Linked DNA regions of Rattus norvegicus: region 1 is linked to region 2. The links are chromatin contacts, called in public Hi-C maps. All regions are on one chromosome and are shown on one strand. The core of a region is the stretch at or near the end of the contact, and the rest is flanking DNA. Distances in the headings are between cores, read along the strand shown.

Evidence for each region. Hi-C and Micro-C count contacts between places; a contact is called where the count stands out from the background.
Region 1: a Hi-C map of Schwann cells shows a contact between it and region 2, with 5 times the contacts expected there. The contact joins the enhancer-like site here to the promoter of Rbm39 in region 2. A contact is called at or near these places in 8 of 12 Hi-C or Micro-C datasets (the A7r5 cell line, Schwann cells, frontal cortex and 5 more) and 1 of 1 datasets of contacts at active chromatin or transcription factors (oligodendrocytes).

The regions. Positions count from the first base shown.
Region 1 is chr3:165,243,104-165,247,102 of GRCr8, reverse strand. It overlaps Phf20 (PHD finger protein 20), which reads right to left. Exons shown (of 18, transcript NM_001107795.1): 9 at 3,346-3,525. Among named protein-coding and RNA genes, the nearest start is that of Cnbd2, 34 kb to the left of the region's middle. Within about 2 kb of position 1,257, at least 34 of the 93 cell types and tissues checked have an H3K27ac peak or open chromatin away from gene starts, as enhancers often do. A contact at or near this core is called in Schwann cells and liver, where this site is marked.
Region 2 is chr3:165,154,730-165,158,346 of GRCr8, reverse strand. Rbm39 (RNA binding motif protein 39) reads left to right here and starts at 2,112. Exons shown (of 17, transcript NM_001013207.2): 1 at 2,112-2,361; 2 at 2,993-3,056. The coding sequence starts at 3,006.

The DNA.
Region 1 (3,999 bases), core at 8-2,507, 90 kb before region 2:
GGAGATCAGGAGTTGAAGATATCTTCACTTACACCAGCTCCAGGCCAATGCAGGATACAAGACACCCGGTCTCAAAATTAATTAAAAATTATAAAGGGGCACTGTGCTTTTTTCCTGTCAACTTTAGAACCATGTATACTAGGAAAAGAGATACAATAGTGAGTTGGGTGTGGTGGCACCTACTTGCAATCCCCAGTACCTGGGGACGGAAGAGCGATGGTGAATTTGTGGCTAGTTAAGGGCTAGAAAATATAAAAGGAGGCTTAAACAGGCATGTGCGCTCTCGAGTGTGCTCTCGCTCGCTCGCTCTCCCCCCCCACACATATACATATATACATATATGTATATGTGATATATATATATCTCCATCCAAAAAGCACAAGGGCAGGCGGAGGAGAAGGGCCCACTTGAGAAACTCTAAGCGGCTTCTTCGATGTCTGCACCACTTCTGTAATGTCAGCTGTCACTCCGCCACACTCCCTTCCACAGATAGAAGCTACAGAAATCCTACCTACTAACTGATGTTGATGCTCAGGCAGGACTTCATTCTGTGCCCCATACAGGCCTTGAATACACGTGTAGCCTAGGCTGACCTTGAACTCATGGGGCGGCCCAGTATAGCCTCGAATTTACTGTGACCTTGCAGCCTTGGCCTCCCAAGTGTTGACATTGTGCATGTGAAGTCACCATGTCCCTCTTCTTTGCGCTCTATTTAACATTTTCATGGGCGTGAGATAACTTGAAATGAGACTTACTTAAAAATGTACACAGGGCTGAGGGTGCTAATTCAGTGGTTCACCCTTCCTTGGCTTGTACAAAGGCCTGGGTTTAATCTAGCACTATCCAGGGAAGAGGGATAGCTGGGTGTATAGCTCAGTAGCAGAGTATGCACTCAGTAGGAGTGATCTGTGGTTCAGTCCTCAGCATTAAAAAAAAAATATTACACACATATGTACTTACACATGCATATACATGTATGTCTATGCTCAGGAAAAATACCTTGTGGTCCAACAAGATGGTTTGGTGGGTAAAGGTACTTGCTGTGTACACCTGGCAATATGCTTTTGATTCCCAAAACACAGATAAAAGGTAGAAGGAGAGAAGTGACTCACAAGGTTGTCCCCTGACCTTTATGCATCTGGTCCCAGTGAACATTTCCTGGCTCTCACCCAGAAGATAAATTTCTGCATACACACAGACCAAGAGAGAGCACTGAACATCTACTCCACAAGATGGCAGTGCTGCCCCTGCTGCCTGGGCTGGGCTTTAGGAGGCCCTGCTGCCAGCCGTGTATAAACTTGATGTGTTGTTCCCAACAGCTGCAGAGGAGTCTCTCATAGACCTCTCCGGCCATGACTCCATCTAGGGTTAGAAACCCTAACGAAGGCTGTGGCTGTGCTGGAGAGCAGTCACTACCCAGTGACTGAGCAGCCCCTGCCCCCTGCGGCTGTTTTGCTGACAACCCAGCCCATTTCCTACTCACTTACGTAAGGGTTTCTGGCTCACGTGTCTTTAGCAGCCTTCTTCCCAGCAAGCTTTCCCTATCAACTGTATTCCCACAAAGCCCTTGTTTCGAAACAAATTCCAGAAATACTATTTTGCTTGAAGGACAACATATCTCTCCCTTTTACCTACAGAATTCCAAAGGCGACCTCCTTCCATACATTCTGATTACCTACTGCATGTTGCCCCTTGTTGGAGTGACACACTACTGTGACAAGTGCCTGGGAAGAGGTGGGCCTGCTCCTTGCTGTACCAAATCCCTCAAGGCAGCACTCTGCCCTCTTGTCATTGTGTCCTTAGCAGTCAGCAGTTAGTTCATCAGCAGCTAGGAGGGCACAGTTGGGGGAGGGGAGGCAGGATTTGGGAGCAAACTAACAATCCATAATTTTGACTAGGTTGCTTCTTTGTCTACTGTGAAGTTAGATTAACTTGAAAAGTCAAGAACTCCACAGATTCCTTAAAGCAAATGTCTCGGACTAAGAAGAACTTCCCTGCTCAGCCTTAACCTACTTTAGGAAGCCTGCAACTAAGTCAGAAACCACATATCTGATCGTCCCATGGACCACACAGTGCTCTGCCCCCACCTTCCAAGGCCCTTCTTCCAACCTCCACTAAACACTAGGACCATGACTCTCTGTAAACTGAACAGCTAGAGCTCTTTTGGCACACAGGAAGGGCTCAGAGTGAGTCCTGAGTTCAGTTCCTCCACAGTAGGTACACATGGCTTAACCAATAAGGGTTTCTGGACTCCACATTTTGATTTATCCAATCTGTTGGACAGTAAAATGATTATACATCTGTGGCTCTGGTCAAGAAAACATAACAAGGAATGAAAGATTATGCCTACAATGCCAGTACATACAGACTGAGATAGAAAATTTATTAAACAAACAAAACAACAAAACTGTCTGAAACAAAAACATTAAAACAAAACAAAACAAAAGCTAAGTTTGAAGAATAGGACTTTTCTAGGCATTACGCTAAACAGACCTAGTTAACTTACAGTGCAACACTTATTAGATTCTAAAACTCCAGTGACAAGGACCTTTCTGTTCACTTTATAACAGATAACCAGCCACCAAGACTGTAGGTTACAGCTACCAGGCAAGGCTCCAGTATGTTCTTTGTTCCATGTTCCAAGCAGAATACTCACAAATAAGATGGTTAAAATAGAGCCTAGAGCTTGCATATACTATCTCCTGATTCAATGAACAGATAGATGGGCGACTGTTAGAACAACTATAAAATTCTACAAAGTCAGGAGAAATCTTTTAGAAACAAGAGAAACAAAACAGGTTATTTCTTTGAAGTGATCAATAAAATTGGTAGCTCCCTAGCCAAAATAGCAAAAGGGATTATAAAACAAAATCAGAAATGAATGGAGTATAGCACTAATCTTAGCACTGCGAAAGCAGAGGCAGGCAGTGCTCTGTGAGTTCAGAGCTATTCTGATCTACAGTGAGTTCCAAGACATCCAGAGCAACCATCATATTTAGAGTCTGTCTCTGTCATTCTCTTACACAGACACACACAGACACAGACACAGACACACACACACAGACACAGACACAGACACACACACACACACACACACACACACACGTACACACAGAAAACTGAATCAAGGATTCTGTTTTCTTTTGCTTGACAGAGCCTCACTGTGATACCCTTGAAATGAGGCTGGCCTCAAACTTATTGTGATGTTTCTACTTCTGCCTCTCTAATTTGGAGAGTACAGTTGTGGAACCCTTTAAATATTAAGGCAGAAAAAAATTATTGAAAAAGTACTTAAAAATGTTCAAAGTAAAGCATAAAGCATGACTAAGGCAACTCTGCACACACCTTCAGCAGCGGAATCTTCCTGCACCTCGGCAGGCGGAGACACCGGTTCTGTTTTCATCGTGTTCTCTCCCATTGACTTGCAGTTCAACTCCAAGTCTGCAGCCCCCAGGCCATCCCCGATGGGGTGGCAAGTTAATGCAGAAGACACCTGGCCAGCTTCCAATGGAGACTCCAACTGACCTAGAGGAAGGAAGAAATAAAGAATGTTTGGGAAACAAGTATGTACACAATCAGGAAGTCAAGAGTTCCAAAATAGACTAGAAAGCCAGAGACACCTTAGAGGATAACATGTAAGAACACATTTCAGTGGGCTGGGAGGAAGGATGGCTCAGATGTCAACTGTGTGCCACCCTTGCAGAAGACTCAAATGCACGTCCCAGGTTCAAAAACTACCAGTAACTGCAAATCCAGGGCACCTGACTCCCTCTGCAGACATTGGAACAGACACATACAGACACATTAAAAAGGCTGAATGAACAAAAGAAAGAGTCACAGAGAAGGCAGGCAGGCAGGCAGGCAAAAGAAAAAAGAACCAAGATTGGTTCTTTAATCCCAGCACTTGAAAGGCAGAGGTGGGCGGATCCCCGTGGATCACCTGATCTATACATAGTGAGTCCCAGGTGAACTGGAGTTACAAAGTGAAACCTTGCCTCA
Region 2 (3,617 bases), core at 863-3,362:
GACATTCCTAGCAAGCGCAAGGCCCTGGGTTCGGTCCCCAGCTCCGAAAAAAAAAGAAAAAAGAAAAAAAACCAAATTCATAGACATTGCTACCTCAGCCTTCTATGTACTGGGACTAAAGGCATGTGTCACCTCTACCCAGCTTACTTTTCCGTTTTTGAGTGTTGGGAATCAAACCTCAATTCTCTGCAGGAGCAGTCAGTGCTCCTGCTACTTTCTCTCCAGTCCCCCTTCTGTCTTTTTCATAGCCTTTCACTGTGTGGTACAGGTTGTCCTTGACTTGTCAATCCAGAACAAAACAATTAAGGACAGCTGTAGAGGGGTTGGGGATTTAGCTCAGTGGTAGAGCGCTTGCCTAGGAAGCGCAAGGCCCTGGGTTCGGTGCCCAGCTGGGGGGGGGGGAGAGGACAGCTGTAGAGAGATAGAAAACAGAGAGGGGCTTGATCTCTCCTTAGTTAGGCGAGACCCTGCTTACTCTGGGTGAAAGGGCATCTCTGTCACCCCTCACCCTATGGTCCAAATACCTATAGAGAAAGATGGGATGTGGCCCCTTATAGGGGCAGGGAAGTTTTGGTAGCCCATAAGGGAAGTTGGAAACTATCAGTGGTTTCAGGCACTGTGCCACATCTAAAAGAGAAATGCATATAATCTATTTTTTTTTTTTTCGAGAGAGGGTCTCACTACCTAGTTCTGGCTGGCCTGAACTCCTCAGATAGACTAGACTGACTTCAAATTCACAGATATACCCCTGCTTCTGTTTCTGAGGGCTGGAATTCTGGACAAGCACCACCAGGCATGCTAGAAAAGCCACCCCCCCAAACTGTTCTACATGGCCAGCCCCAAGAAGTTTCCAGCCATGAATCCACTCCATCTTCCTACTCCTAAGGAGCCTTCCTTCATACATTCCATGGAGAGTTTGCATGGTCAACAGACAACATCGACTGCTAAACCTGGGAATTCATTAGTGAAGGTTTGCAACCTTGGTTAGTGTTAAGCCTATCCTTGCTACTAGTTATGATATTCCCCTCTTCAGGAAGAGATGGAATTTATGGAGAGCTTAATTTACTTGCCCAAGGTCATACAGTGTTGGAGCAGCTACACTAACCAAGGTGTGACATTTTGAATCTTTAATACCCTCAATTATTAAGCTGCAGATAGGTTTCAAGACTGGTTTGATATTTCATTTTATTTCAAAACTTTTTCTATTACGTGAAAGGGAAAAAAAATCTTCCAATGATCACTCAGCTTCTCTGTCACAGTATGAACCACTCCCAAATACATAAAAAGCAAACAAAAGAAAAATCCAATAAAAAATAAACGAAACAGTGAATTTACACGTAGACAGTCAAAATCCTAGGGAAAAGCGAGGATACCTTTAAAGTAACAAATAACTCCGACACATAGCCCGACTAAATTCAGGGGTTAGAAAGCTACAAACTGCAGTTTCTTCCCACCCAGCCTCTGGTTTCCAAGGGTGTTTAGAAGCTTAACCATCGAGACCACATCCGACTGGTGACACCAAATGACAAGAAAATCGTACTTTTTATTCCCCTTCGCTTGTGTACATCTCATTCTTGTAAGCATGAGTTTTCACCGTCGGTGAATTTGGACACGAATGTCTTACCCTACAGCCATATGTATTCTAATAGGTTGCCTTATGGCGACCTTGACAGCCATATGTGTGGGAGGACCGGTGTCAGGGGTGGGGGGCGGTCGGCTGTGAGAGGGGAAACCTTCACACCCAGCCGGGATGACAGCAAAGATCCACTCAGCAAGGAATTCTTCCAAAGATTGACAGTCAGTGCACCAACTGTCTTTGCCCTGGAGACAGCGTAGCCTCGCGAGATTTGGTGCATATCTGGAGGGGGAGTCCGAGAAGCCTTTCCGAATTGGGGAAGGGAGAATGGGATCATCTGTGGCGCAATCATTGCACGAGATTGGGCCATAGTCGCCGGAGCCGTAGTGAGATCTCGCGATATTTCGTGCTCTCCAGTCTAGAACACCGGGCAGTTTCTCGCGAGAGCCCGTGCTGAGGCTCCGGGAGACCCCGGGTGTTTGTGTGTGTGTATGTGTTGGTGAATGTGAATACGGAGGAGCAGCGGCCGCCATTTCAGGGAGCTAGCCGACGCTGTCGCAGGGGTGGATCCTGAGCTGCCGAAGCCGCTGCCCTGCTCTCCGTCGCGGGCTCCTTTAATCCCATTGTTTCTTTTAGATTCGTTTGGGCCTAGACGCCCTCGGGGCCCGATATTCGGGTTGGGCGGTACCGCGGCCTGGGCCTAGTGACTTAACAGTAGCAACAGCAGCGGCGGCGGCGGCAGCCGACTTCCCGATTCGAGCACAGGCGCGCGAAAATCCGCACAGGTATAGGGCGTCGCGGACTGCTAGTAGTGGTCAGCCTTCCTTAGGTTGGGAGGTCCGGGATGCCGAGGCTTTAGCGGCTTTTATAGGTGCGCAGAGGGGGAGGGGGCCCTTTCGGCAAGGTCGGTCACTTCTCCCTGGCTGTGCCCTTCAATTCTGGCAAAGTCACTGTGGAGATTTTGGTAGTGTCAGGGACCTCCGTGGGTTCTCGGGCAGATAAAGATCTGTCCTTTTCGAGGCCGGGGCTGGTCGCGACCTCCCAACATGGCGCCTGTCGAACGCTACCTTGGTACACAACCCCTCCCAGCAGAGGGAGTTTCCCTCTGCCGCTAAAATGGCAGCGCGGGTTTTGTGTGAAGGGAAGCGCTCTGGTTCATATTCTCAGGTTTGGTTTTAGGGCATCCTGGGCGGGTTTTTAAAATCGGACATTGAGTTCTGCTCCTATGTTAGATGAAAGATACATTAAATCATTTACTTACCAAATGAAGTTTGTGGAGTGTGCATCGCACAATTTTAGTCACTGGGGCTTTTAAAGGATTTTTCTCAAGCTTTGAGTATTGTAGGTCAAGGAGACATTTTATTTTGGTCGTAATTGCAGGTTGTTTACTTACAGGACTGTCTTGTTCTTCTTTAGGCGAGTAGAGAAAATGGCAGACGATATTGATATTGAAGCAATGCTTGAGGCCCCTTACAAGAAGGTGAGAAAACATGCTAGTGAGCTTCAATATATTTCTTAATTTAGCATTATTCACGAAACTACTGCTGAAATGTAAACTAACCTTCCCGGAGCCCTCTTGATTATCTTATCAGAGATGCATTACGTGTAACTTACAAAAGTAAATATATGCTATTGATGTAATAATATTGTGCAGTAGTTTCACTTCAGCGTGATGAATAAATGCCCATCTATCTCTCTTTGTAGACTTGCCTAACGATATCTCACCTCTACTCCCATGAATTCACCTTTGATTCCAGTGTGAACTGTCAATCATAAGGTAGTAATTGAGTGACTTATCGCTGTACCGTGGTCCCCTAGGTAAAATGACTCAACTAAGAATTACCAGCTCCAGTTTGGTATAGCAAAAAGGTGAATGCAGTGGTTTGGGAAAATTGCAGGGGTCCAAGAATAATAAAATATAACCAGTCTCTGGCAAGAAAATCTTATGAGTCTTGAAAGAAGAAATGGGTGAGATTTAAAATTATACTTTATATAAATAGATATAAGGCTGGTGATAGTAAACCTTAAAACAGGCAGGTAT